Regions from separate parts of the Mus musculus genome. Here regions 1 and 3 are each linked to region 2. The links are chromatin contacts, called in public Hi-C and HiChIP or PLAC-seq maps. All regions are on one chromosome and are shown on one strand. Each heading gives the region's core, a stretch centred on a gene start, on an enhancer-like site or on the middle of the called end of the contact. The rest is flanking DNA. Distances are from core to core; before and after follow the strand shown. Region 1 has its middle 76 kb from the start of Trmt9b. Region 2 overlaps Dlc1 (deleted in liver cancer 1). Region 3 overlaps Dlc1 (deleted in liver cancer 1).

Region 1 (3,361 bases), core at 613-3,112, 140 kb after region 2:
TTGGTTTACCTCACTAGACCTGGATGGAATTGTTTTTTTGGTCATTGGTACCTTTTCTGTGGTGAATAGACATTTGTTCACATCTCCCCAGGAAAAGCTAATGGGACATTTAGTAAAATATATTTTAATTTAAAAAGCATATGTAGCTTGACCAATGTTTTCCAAAAGTTATTAAGTCATTCATGGCTAGGATCCAATACTTTATTATGAATACAATACTTTGGTAGGTTTTTTTTTTCTCTCTCTCTCTGATACATCTGAAATAAGAAACTCACTTTTAGCCTTTAATTTCAGTTCAAAAGTGTATGCTTAGGAAAAACAAAAGGGTCGGGCTGTGGTGGCGCACACCTTTATCCATCCCAGTACTCCAAAGGCCGGCAGATCTCTGAGTTCAAAGCCAGTCTGGTCTATAGAGTAAGTTTCAGATAGCCAGGTTAAACAAATTCTGTTTTGCAAAACTAAAATAAATAAACAAATAAATAAAAATTTAAAAATGCACAAAATTGTATTATCTGAAGTTTTTTTTTTTTTTTTGGTTTTTCGAGACAGGGTTTCTCTGTATAGCCCTGGCTGTCCTGGACCTCACTTTGTAGACCAGGCTGGCCTCGAACTCAGAAATCCGCCTGCCTCTGCCTCCCGAGTGCTGGGATTAAAGGCGCGCGCCACCACGCCCGGCCTTATCTGAAGTTTTAAGCACTCTTTAGGGTCTTGGAATGGAATGTATCTTTCCCCATAAAAGGCAATGGACTGCTTTATTAATAATCTACCTTAGAAATGTCTGTGAAATGTCTAGATATTTTTGTTGTCTTTGTTTAAAGAAACAAGGTCTCAAGTGACCTAGCTGACTTTGAACTTTCCACGTAGCAGAAGACAACTTGAACTCTCGAGCCTCCTGTCTCGTCCCCTCAAGGGCTGGCTGGGTCTCTAGGCCTGGTTTGTAATTTTCACCTTTTAAGAATACAGTGGGTTCTGAGATGGTAATGTATGTGTGTCTCAAAAGACCTGAATGCAAATGAGGCACCAGGTTCTTTTTTTCTTCTTCTCTTGAGACCAAGCCCCTGCCATTGAGACAAAGTGAACATTAAATGGGGGATAGGGGAGTGGGGGTGGGGGGATTGGGGTGGGAATAGCTTAAGGCTTACTTACAGAAATGATCCTTTGCTTTCCTAATGCTGTGACCCTTTTAATACAGTCCCTCATGTTGTGGTGACCCCAACCTTAAAATTATTTTTATTGCTACTCCATAACCATAATTTTGCTATTGCTATGAATGTTAATATAGATATCTGATATACAGGATATATAATATGTGACCCACAGGCTGAGAACAGCTAGTTTATGGGTCCCCTATGCCATAAACCACAGACTCTTAATTTCCTCACTGAAAAGGAGATATTCTGTGAGGCAATAGCTAACCCACTCCATTTTCATGTAAGAAACTCAAAACAGGCCACACCACCTTGTCCTATCCCAAGGCTTATTATGTAGGGGTAGCTACTAGGAGAGGTCCCTTCAAAATGTATTAGATGATAATTCAAAATATTAAGAGCAGTCGATATTGAATGGGGCTCTGAGCGGAGTTAATTCAAACGACTGCCATAAAAGGCTGTTTCCCTGGGCTGGCTAAGACAGTGATGTCACAGTTACCAAATTTCCTGCACGGTCAACAGGCCTCCCTTTAAACTTCTTGGATTCGGTCCTCTTCCTTAGGAAAAGATCACTGGTTAGCCTTTTTACTCCTTTGTGGTTGTATCCTGGCATTCTTTGTGAATATGGGGCAGATGTGTTAAATAGGGGCCAACAGCTGGAGTCAGGCTTCCTCTGTGAAGGCCCGCGGCAGGGCTCGGTTCCAGGCTGCCCTTTGATATGTTATCTGGGGCAGCAGTGACCAGGCACCGCCGAGGTTTCCAACGGCTTCCTTCAATTTCCTGTATTGTTATGATGGTGGATGTGTGTGCACACGGACACGTGTGTGCAGAGGAGAGAGGAGGCAAGGGGCGGCTTCTGCATGCATTTCATGAGTCTCTGCGAAAGGTTTTCAGCTAGACACGCGCGCCTAATGGAAAAAAAAAAAAAAAAGACACCAGTTAGCCGCAGCGAGGGTTCCTCACGTGGCTGCCACTAATTACCCGAGTGGATTTGGGCAAGGTAGTTCATCTTCAGGCTCAGGTCTGTTTCTGTCTGAGTCTCCTCCCGGCTCAGATTCTCTGGCTTCTGCTCAAAGGTTCACTTTCTGCTCCCCTGGGTTTGCTGTTCTGAAATCCTCGGTTCCCTCCCGTATGATCTGACACCGTGCGAGTCCATGTGTTCTTAGCCTTTGTATTCCCTTTAGTTAATTCTCTATTATCCTCTTGCATTTCCGTGCTTGGAGACCGTCTCCTCCGCGAGCCTTTATTACCCAGGCCCCATTGTCGCTACACAAATATTACAAATGTCAGGGCTTTATCTGCCAAGAAAGGCCACAATGTGTTTGCTTCCTGTTTTGTCCCTGGAGCTTCTAGAGTTTGGAGATTGGGTTTCGTCCTGACAAAGGTTGACCAGAGTCGCTGGGCTGCCTGTCACTTATCCAGCTCTGTTCTGTTCTTATTACATTCAATTAGGTTTAAGTGTGCACCCGTGGCATTTTTAATTCATCTGTGTCTTTATCCGAGTAGGAACATTTAAAATAGAACCAAATAGGAAACTTGTTTGACAGCCTTTGATTGTCCCACCCTGACGGCTTCCTGGGGGTTCTCCGCAAGCGGGTTTAGCGCCATCTAGCGACTCAATGGAAAGCTAAAGCTTTCCTGATTAACAGGTATTTGAAATTTTGCTGGCTGAAACAGGCCAACATCTGGGGAAGCCTTGAACTTAGCTCTCCTAATCTCTAGGAGTGTCGAGATTTATTTATTTATTACAAACCCCAACGATGTTTTGTGACCTACAGAATCTCCGGATTCTCCACGAAAAGCAAAGATTTCTCAGTGTTGTGTTTTAGATCAGAGTCATATTTGGATTCTAATTTTTCTTTCTTTCTTTCTTTTTCTTCATGTTTTTTAAAATTTACTTTTTACTTAGTCACTTTACATCCCGCTCACTGCCCTCCTCTTGGTCACACCCCCTCCCAACCCTCCGCCCCCCACCCCCCAATCTTCTCTGAGCTGGTGGGGGCCTGCCTAGATATTCCCCTACTCTGGCACTTCAAGTCTCTTCGAGACTAGGCGCTTCACTTCCACTGGGGCCAGACAAGGCAGTCTGGCTAGGAGAACGTATCCCAGGTACTTGCAACAGCTTTGGGATAGTCCCCACTCCAGTTGTTCGGGACCCACATAAAGACCCACAGCTGTACATCTGCTATATATGTGCAGGGAGGCCTAGGTCC
Region 2 (3,104 bases), core at 463-2,962:
CGAAGGTGAAATGCAATGTCACGTAAATCAGCCTCCCAGGAGAAATCTGATAAAGCATATTTTAGATGCATCCGTGTAGAATTTCTAACGACGATGATTTTGTCTTGTACTCAGCTTGCATGGGTATGTGCACTGTGTGTATGCAGGTACCACACAGGGTTTCAGATCCTCCGGAACGAGAGTCACAGTCAAGGTCCAGGTTACTTCTGAGAAACACGTGCTTTGAATCTTATAATCATTTATCCATATTTTGGGACTTTTATTGATCCTTTTAGGGCGGAAGGAGTAGAGGACAGGCATTTTGCCAAGTCTAGATAGACTGTCAGCACACCAACAATTCAGATTCAAGAGGAATCCCAGCCATGTCTTACTCTTCGTTGTCTCATCGTTTAGCTAAGCTTCAAGTAAGACGGTTTCTCTGTTAGTTGTCTCAGCTTGACTGTAAGGGAACTGAACCACACCTGCAAGCAATGGATGGCTGTAAAGCTCTTCTAGCTTGTCCAAGACTCAGTGTCCCCTAACAGACTTGGCTTCTCCTAAGTGCCCTGCGGGATGAGGCACATTCAATTTAGGTGTCGATCCACCAAGATTAAATGTTTGAAAAGCTTGGTTTTGTTCTTCTATCATCAAAACATCAAACATCAGAAAAATGGAAGCTAGTCATATTCTCTCCAGTGGACCATAATGCACAGTCACTGTTCACAGACCATACTTCCCAGGACCCCCTTGGCAACAGCCAGGTATGCCTGACTCACTATAAAAGGGGCTGCTTGCCCCCTCCACTCTCTCTTGCTCTTGCCTTCTTGCTCTCTCTCTCTCTGTGTCCTCTCCCCCCTTCCTCCTCTATCCCCATTTCCCTCCCCCTCTCTCTACATGTGCTCATGGTCAGCCTCTCCTTCTCTCTCTCCTCTCCTCTTCTCTTCTCTCTCTCTCTCTCTCTCTCTCTCTCTCTCTCTCTCTCTCTCTCTCTCCCCCCCCCGCCTTTATCTGTCTCTACTACCCTCTCAACTCCCCTCTCCATGCCCTGAATAAACTCTATTCTATATTATCCCTTGTGTGTCTGGGCTCTCAGGAGGAAGGGGTGCCTTGGCATGGGACCTCAGTGGCACCCCCTTCCCCACACCTCACCACACATCCACAAAACATATCCCCTCTCTCTTTGTCTTTTCATAAACACATCATCCCTACCTTAGAGTAAGTAGTAGATGTCCTCAAAAAGGTGAAGGATTGATACCAGCCTAAAACTGCAGACTGAAATTAACTTTAGTTTCCTGTCTAAAATTAGAATTTGCAATGCTTTTTTTTTTTTTTTTTTTTTTTTTTTTTTTTTGGTGGAGGGATTTGGGAGTTTTCTCCCCTCTGGCCTATGCCCACCCAGTCTTGCCATATGGGCTATAACCGTTTTGACGGAACATGTGATTACAAATGCCCCATTGCGAGACTGGCTGAATTCAGGCAGTATGATCAAGAAGGTGTTAAGAAACAAGCCAATTAGTTTGCATTTATAGTTACAGTGCAAAATACAAGACAGGTGCTTCTACCACTAACTGATTTGAAAAGCCTTCTCTCCACTTAGTCATCTGTAAAGGCAACAGAGGAATTTGACCACAAGCATTCTCATAAAAAAGTTTAAAAAACAGTCCTCTGGCTGAGTTAATAAAGGACTGGAACAGTTCAGAATTTCCAGCCAGAGTGTGACAGGTAATTGGTTGAGATCGGCAAAATACCGAGCGACTATTTAAAAAGAGGTCATGTTTTCAGATCATTAAAGCACAGTGTTTTATTTGCCAGTGATTTATTTTATTTGTAACATACCCTGCTCATAATGAAACTAAACACCCATGCCCTGAGCTCCATGAAATACTTTATTGCTTCTAAAACCTGTGAGCATACGTGTGTCTGTGTGTGTTTGGAATGTGTTAAAAAAAAAAAGTTAAAATTATTCCAAGATGGTGTATAATTATTTATTTCTAGGTTTAAAAAGTTGTTTGATTTTTTTTTCCTTAACTCTGGAATTTGAACTTTGCCTATCAGAGCTTATCAACAGAAAGCTAACGCTAACTCAAAAGTCTACAGGAAACAGTAGTGTGTTTAACCTTAACCTGGGTTTGAAGTCCTCGTTACCTTGACCTGCAAATAACTGAAAGTGAATGGATTTGGTAGACAACTACTCTTGTCAAGTCCAGGGCTGCCCCAGCTTCTGAATGGTTAGTGAGCACAGCCTGAAAGGCTTGCCCATCAATGGCTCCGGGTGGTATACCTCCGGGGATTCACTATGCCAAATGAGTCTTGGAACATCTCTCACCTGGTAGCGAGATTTTCCTTAATCGGAGACTTTGTCACTGAACATTTTTGTTTCCACAACAAAAATGACCCAATGCACATCAAAGATCCAAGAAGCACTAATGTTGTGGCTACATAAAGGGGTCCTACAGATGTCTCTCATAAGCAACAGCAACAGTGGAGGTGACTCTAAAGTGAGTCACCTTCTTCATGAAGAGATTAGACTGAAAATCAATCTAAACTACAAAGCTGCTTTCTTATCATGTTAATTCCTATCCATTTAATTTTGTTGGACCAAAAAAAAAAAATAATAATAATCCACTTCACTTAAGGAACAGGACAGAAGTCCTATCACAAAGCTATTTTGAAAGGAATTTCCTCTCTGTGCATAACTCTGAACCTTTGTCTTCAAAAGTTGGAGCCTGTGTTTATAGCTAAGTATGGAAAGAAGGGAAAGATATTCTTAGAATAAAACTGGCAAGAAGAGAAGATGGGACACCAATCAACTCTATCAAGCTGTGTTTGTACAGACTCAGCATGCTTCGCCTGGACACAGTCCTGGACACAGGTCTTGTCTCTTTCAATCTCTTCATGCTCCCTGACTATAGGATCTCTATTATTTATTTCCTTCTTTGCTGTTACAGAACACCTAAGAGAAGCACTTTAAAGGGAGGTAGATGCATTCTGGCTCTTAGTGTTAGAGATTTCAGTCTATTGGGGAGGAAGGGGATGCTGGAGCAGCCCCATAGAGACAAACAGACAGAGGCAGAAAGTCTTGGAGAAGCAGGGAGAAAAGGAGGAGAAGGGACAGGGGTGGGGGG
Region 3 (3,472 bases), core at 109-2,608, 150 kb before region 2:
CTGAAGGAATGGGTCAGCTTTTCACACAGAGCCCTAGATACCGAGGAGGCTGACCCTGACTTACCACAGCCTACAGTCCAGTATACTTCTCTCCCAAAGGGAAAATGTCATCAACCTGACCCAAAGTATTTCTCTCACAATGTGTCAACAGAATGGTTTCTACTTTCAGGATCTCTGTAAGGAGTAGTAAGAGGACTGGAGTTGTGAAATGGAAATTGACATGGGGATTAGTTTGCTAAGGATTATATGAAATGGAATGCAGATTGAATCAATACAAACTCATTATTGGAACAGGAAGACATTTGTCCCAGTTGAAGAAAATATTGAAAGTGTCTGAACACAGATTTAGTGTGTGCATCCAAATGTGGCAAGAGTTTAATGCTAGAGAAAATATGAGATGCATCTTGAACATGGGGAATTTGGCAAGTCTTATTTAGGAAACTGAAAGAGTCTCAGATGATAATTAGTCTTTTGACAAGATAAAGTATAAATGAGTGGGAATTAGATAAAAGAACATGAATTAGAAATATGAGGGGGATTTTTCTTAATATGTGAGTTGTCTACATAAACTTAGAGTGGAGAAATAACAGATTTTGGTTCATTCTTGAAAACTTTTCAAAGAAGCCTAAATAGCATCTGACAATTTTAAAAGTCACCTGTCTCTAATCCAAAGAGGATTCTACACAAGCACAGAGATTTCTGTGCCAGTCCTCGGGGCTACAACACAAAAGGTTTAGAAGTAGCATTGTACAAATGGAAGCTGAGAGCAACCGTTTGACTGAGATAGAAGAACAGCATAGGGAAGTCAATCCGAAGAGGAGGTTAGCACACTGACTTCTGGCAGATGTTGGCATGTCATCCAGGAAGCCAGGACAGAAACTTTGATATTATTGTCTGTTCTCTCTCTTCTCTTGTGGGGGCAGGAGCTGTGTCTCGAGGGTTGAGCACTGCTTGCTCTTCCAAAAGTTTTGATTCTTTCTTCTTCTCATGCTTTTGGCTCTTTCCTCTGAAGCTAAGTTTAACAGGAAATTGCCCAAGATCCTGACTGAGAGTTACGGGAGCAAAAGACAAGGATGGGAGCAGAGATGTCAAAATACACACAACCGCACATCCACGAGTATATATGCACATCGGGCATACCTCCCTATAACTCTCAAGTTATGAGGAGCAAAGACACTACTGCAGGAATTCCCTTCCATTTTGAAAGAGCTTCCTGGTGCCCAGAAAGGGTTAAGGAAGGATACACCTTTGTACCTGATTGTCTTCAGCCAAGTAAAGCAAAGCCACACATGCACGCAGCCTTGTTCTTGACTGTTCAAGTTGTAGTTCTGCTGCCAATTGTGAAGGGTTCCAAGCAAAACCCATGTTGCAATCGCCGAATATTGAGAAATGTTTGAGTTCGCTTGGCAGGCTAGACAGAGATGGTTCTGCAAGAGACTATTGGAAAACAAAGGTCTAAGAGTCTTTCTCATGGTGTTTTAGTATTTGCTGGTGTTTGTTTGGTTTGCTATTTTATTTTTGTTTCGTGGAGAGAGCATGTGAAAATACTTTAACCAATGACCTTAGATTCAGTATCATAGCAAAAGAATTCGCATTAATTTACTCCTCACCTCTCCCGGGCTTTTAGTATAATAGAAAGAGGGATGTTTTTTCAGAAGAAGAGCTAGGGTCAATTTCTACTTCAGTTTTATGATCTGGGGAGAATTAATTACCTGAGTGTCAGCGCATTAATCCGTCAAGTAGGGGTAATTGTATACTAGGTAGCTTCAAGGTTCGCAAGAAGTCCGAAGACTAAATGTAAATGCTTAGCATTCCTTTTGTGGATGACAGGCTGAGTTCTTACAGCACTTGCTTAGAGAACACAGTGCAGAAGCAGTCAGGAAACAAGGGCACTGCCCTCAGGGAGCAAGTATTCCAAGCAGCAAATCCCCTAACTACAAAGAAACTCTAAGGAAAACATCAAGTTGCAGGTTAGCTGTGTGGGTTGTCATTGTAGATTTTAACAAAATTAGGACTTAGAATTGACTATAAGATGGTCTGGTTGATGTTTAGGTTCTACATAAATGTACAGGTTTACCATCATGGTTGAGTCCAACACTAATCCCATGCCTTGAGTAGTGTGGGACTGGTTTGCATAGTGCTGAATAAAGGACACCAGGCCTCATGAAAAGAGAAAAACAGAAGTACCTACTGGAGAAAGTAGACATGAGCTAGCTAAGCGTATGATAGGACAATTTACAAAGGCCTCTCTGGGACCTTGGAATGCTTATCTGATGAGAAGCCAACTTCATGGATGAAAAGAGCCAAGAGAAGAGAATTTCAGACAGAAAAATATCCAGGGCAAAGACAGGAGACAGGAAAGACCATAGAATGCTTTAGCAATGGAATGGGATCCGTGTGGTGGTCCACAGAGTAACAGCCAAATCATACAGATGTGGAGGCAGACATTAGGGTAAGTGTGAGTTTTGTTCTCAGCACTGTGCAAGTGTCTTTTTCTTCTTCCTGTTGATATCTTAGTTCCCATAACTCTGTTAACATCCATTTGATAATTAGGCAGCAATATTGGGGGACAGATAATTTAATCTCATATTATTAACAATATATGTCCATACTCAGAAGTGGAAAGGATGTAAGCTAATAACCGAGGTGAACAGACTACCCTACCCGGGATCCATCCCATAATCAGCCAGCAAACCCAGATACTATTACATACGCCAGCAAGATTTTGCTGAAAGGACCCTGATATAGCTATCTTGAGTGAGGCTATGCCAGTGCCTGGCAAATACAGAAGTGGATTCTCACAGTCATCTATAAGATGGAGCACAGGGCCCCCAATGGAGAAGCTAGAAAAAGTACCCAAGGTGCTAAAGGGGTCTGCAACCCTATAGGTGGAACAACAATATGAACTTACCAGTGTCCCCTAGAGCTCATGTCTCTAGCTTCATATGTAGCAGAAGATGGCCTAGTTAGCCATCATTGGGAAGACAGGCCCCTTGGTCTTGCAAACTTTATATGCCCCAGAACAGGGGAATGCCAGGGCCAAGAAGTGGGAGTAGGTGGGTAGGGGAGCAGGGCAGAGGGAGGGTATAGGGAACTTTTGGGATAGCATTTTAAATGTAAATAAAGAAAATATCTAATAAAAATAAAAGAATTCACCTGGAATTCCTGGCTCATCCCTGACATCATTAAACAGCTAAATCTGACACCATATGTTATAGCCTGTCCAGAGGTTAACTGTACCATGTCGAGTATGCTAATTTCACACTCTTGTCCCCCACTAAGAAAATTTTCCCTAAACTAGACTTTGTGGTACTGTGGGTCTCCAGTTTAACTAGACAGCATCTAGAAAGCCACAGGCTTTTTCCTGTTCAGCCTCTAAACTGGTGGTTCTCAACCTATGGATTGTAACCCCTTTGGCAAACATTTATCTCCAAAGATATTTATATTACAATTCCTAATAGTAGCAAAATTA

Evidence for each region. Hi-C and Micro-C count contacts between places; a contact is called where the count stands out from the background. HiChIP or PLAC-seq counts read pairs in DNA pulled down with a chosen protein or histone mark.
Region 1: an H3K27ac HiChIP or PLAC-seq map of heart atrium shows a contact between it and region 2, with 2.7 times the contacts expected there. The contact joins two enhancer-like sites. A contact is called at or near these places in 9 of 484 Hi-C or Micro-C datasets (the G1E-ER4 cell line, the HL-1 cell line, cardiomyocytes and 4 more), 4 of 115 datasets of contacts at active chromatin or transcription factors (embryonic stem cells, heart atrium and neural progenitor cells) and 1 of 9 other capture datasets (embryonic stem cells).
Region 3: a contact with region 2 is called in a Hi-C map of liver, with 6 times the contacts expected there. The contact joins two enhancer-like sites. A contact is called at or near these places in 3 of 39 promoter capture datasets (liver and stem cell-derived epiblast-like cells), 10 of 484 Hi-C or Micro-C datasets (the C2C12 cell line, adipose-derived mesenchymal stem cells, liver and 1 more) and 3 of 115 datasets of contacts at active chromatin or transcription factors (heart atrium and liver).

The regions. Positions count from the first base shown.
Region 1 is chr8:36,532,097-36,535,457 of GRCm38.p6, reverse strand. No RefSeq gene overlaps it. Among named protein-coding and RNA genes, the nearest start is that of Trmt9b, 76 kb to the right of the region's middle. Within about 2 kb of position 1,862, at least 112 of the 459 cell types and tissues checked have an H3K27ac peak or open chromatin away from gene starts, as enhancers often do. A contact at or near this core is called in heart atrium and liver, where this site is marked.
Region 2 is chr8:36,667,444-36,670,547 of GRCm38.p6, reverse strand. The region is part of intron 5 of Dlc1 (deleted in liver cancer 1); the gene reads left to right. Among named protein-coding and RNA genes, the nearest start is that of Trmt9b, 210 kb to the right of the region's middle. Within about 2 kb of position 1,712, at least 15 of the 459 cell types and tissues checked have an H3K27ac peak or open chromatin away from gene starts, as enhancers often do. A contact at or near this core is called in heart atrium and liver, where this site is marked.
Region 3 is chr8:36,818,622-36,822,093 of GRCm38.p6, reverse strand. All of the region lies in intron 4 of Dlc1 (deleted in liver cancer 1), which reads left to right. Among named protein-coding and RNA genes, the nearest start is that of Dlc1, 130 kb to the left of the region's middle. Within about 2 kb of position 1,358, at least 19 of the 459 cell types and tissues checked have an H3K27ac peak or open chromatin away from gene starts, as enhancers often do. A contact at or near this core is called in liver, where this site is marked.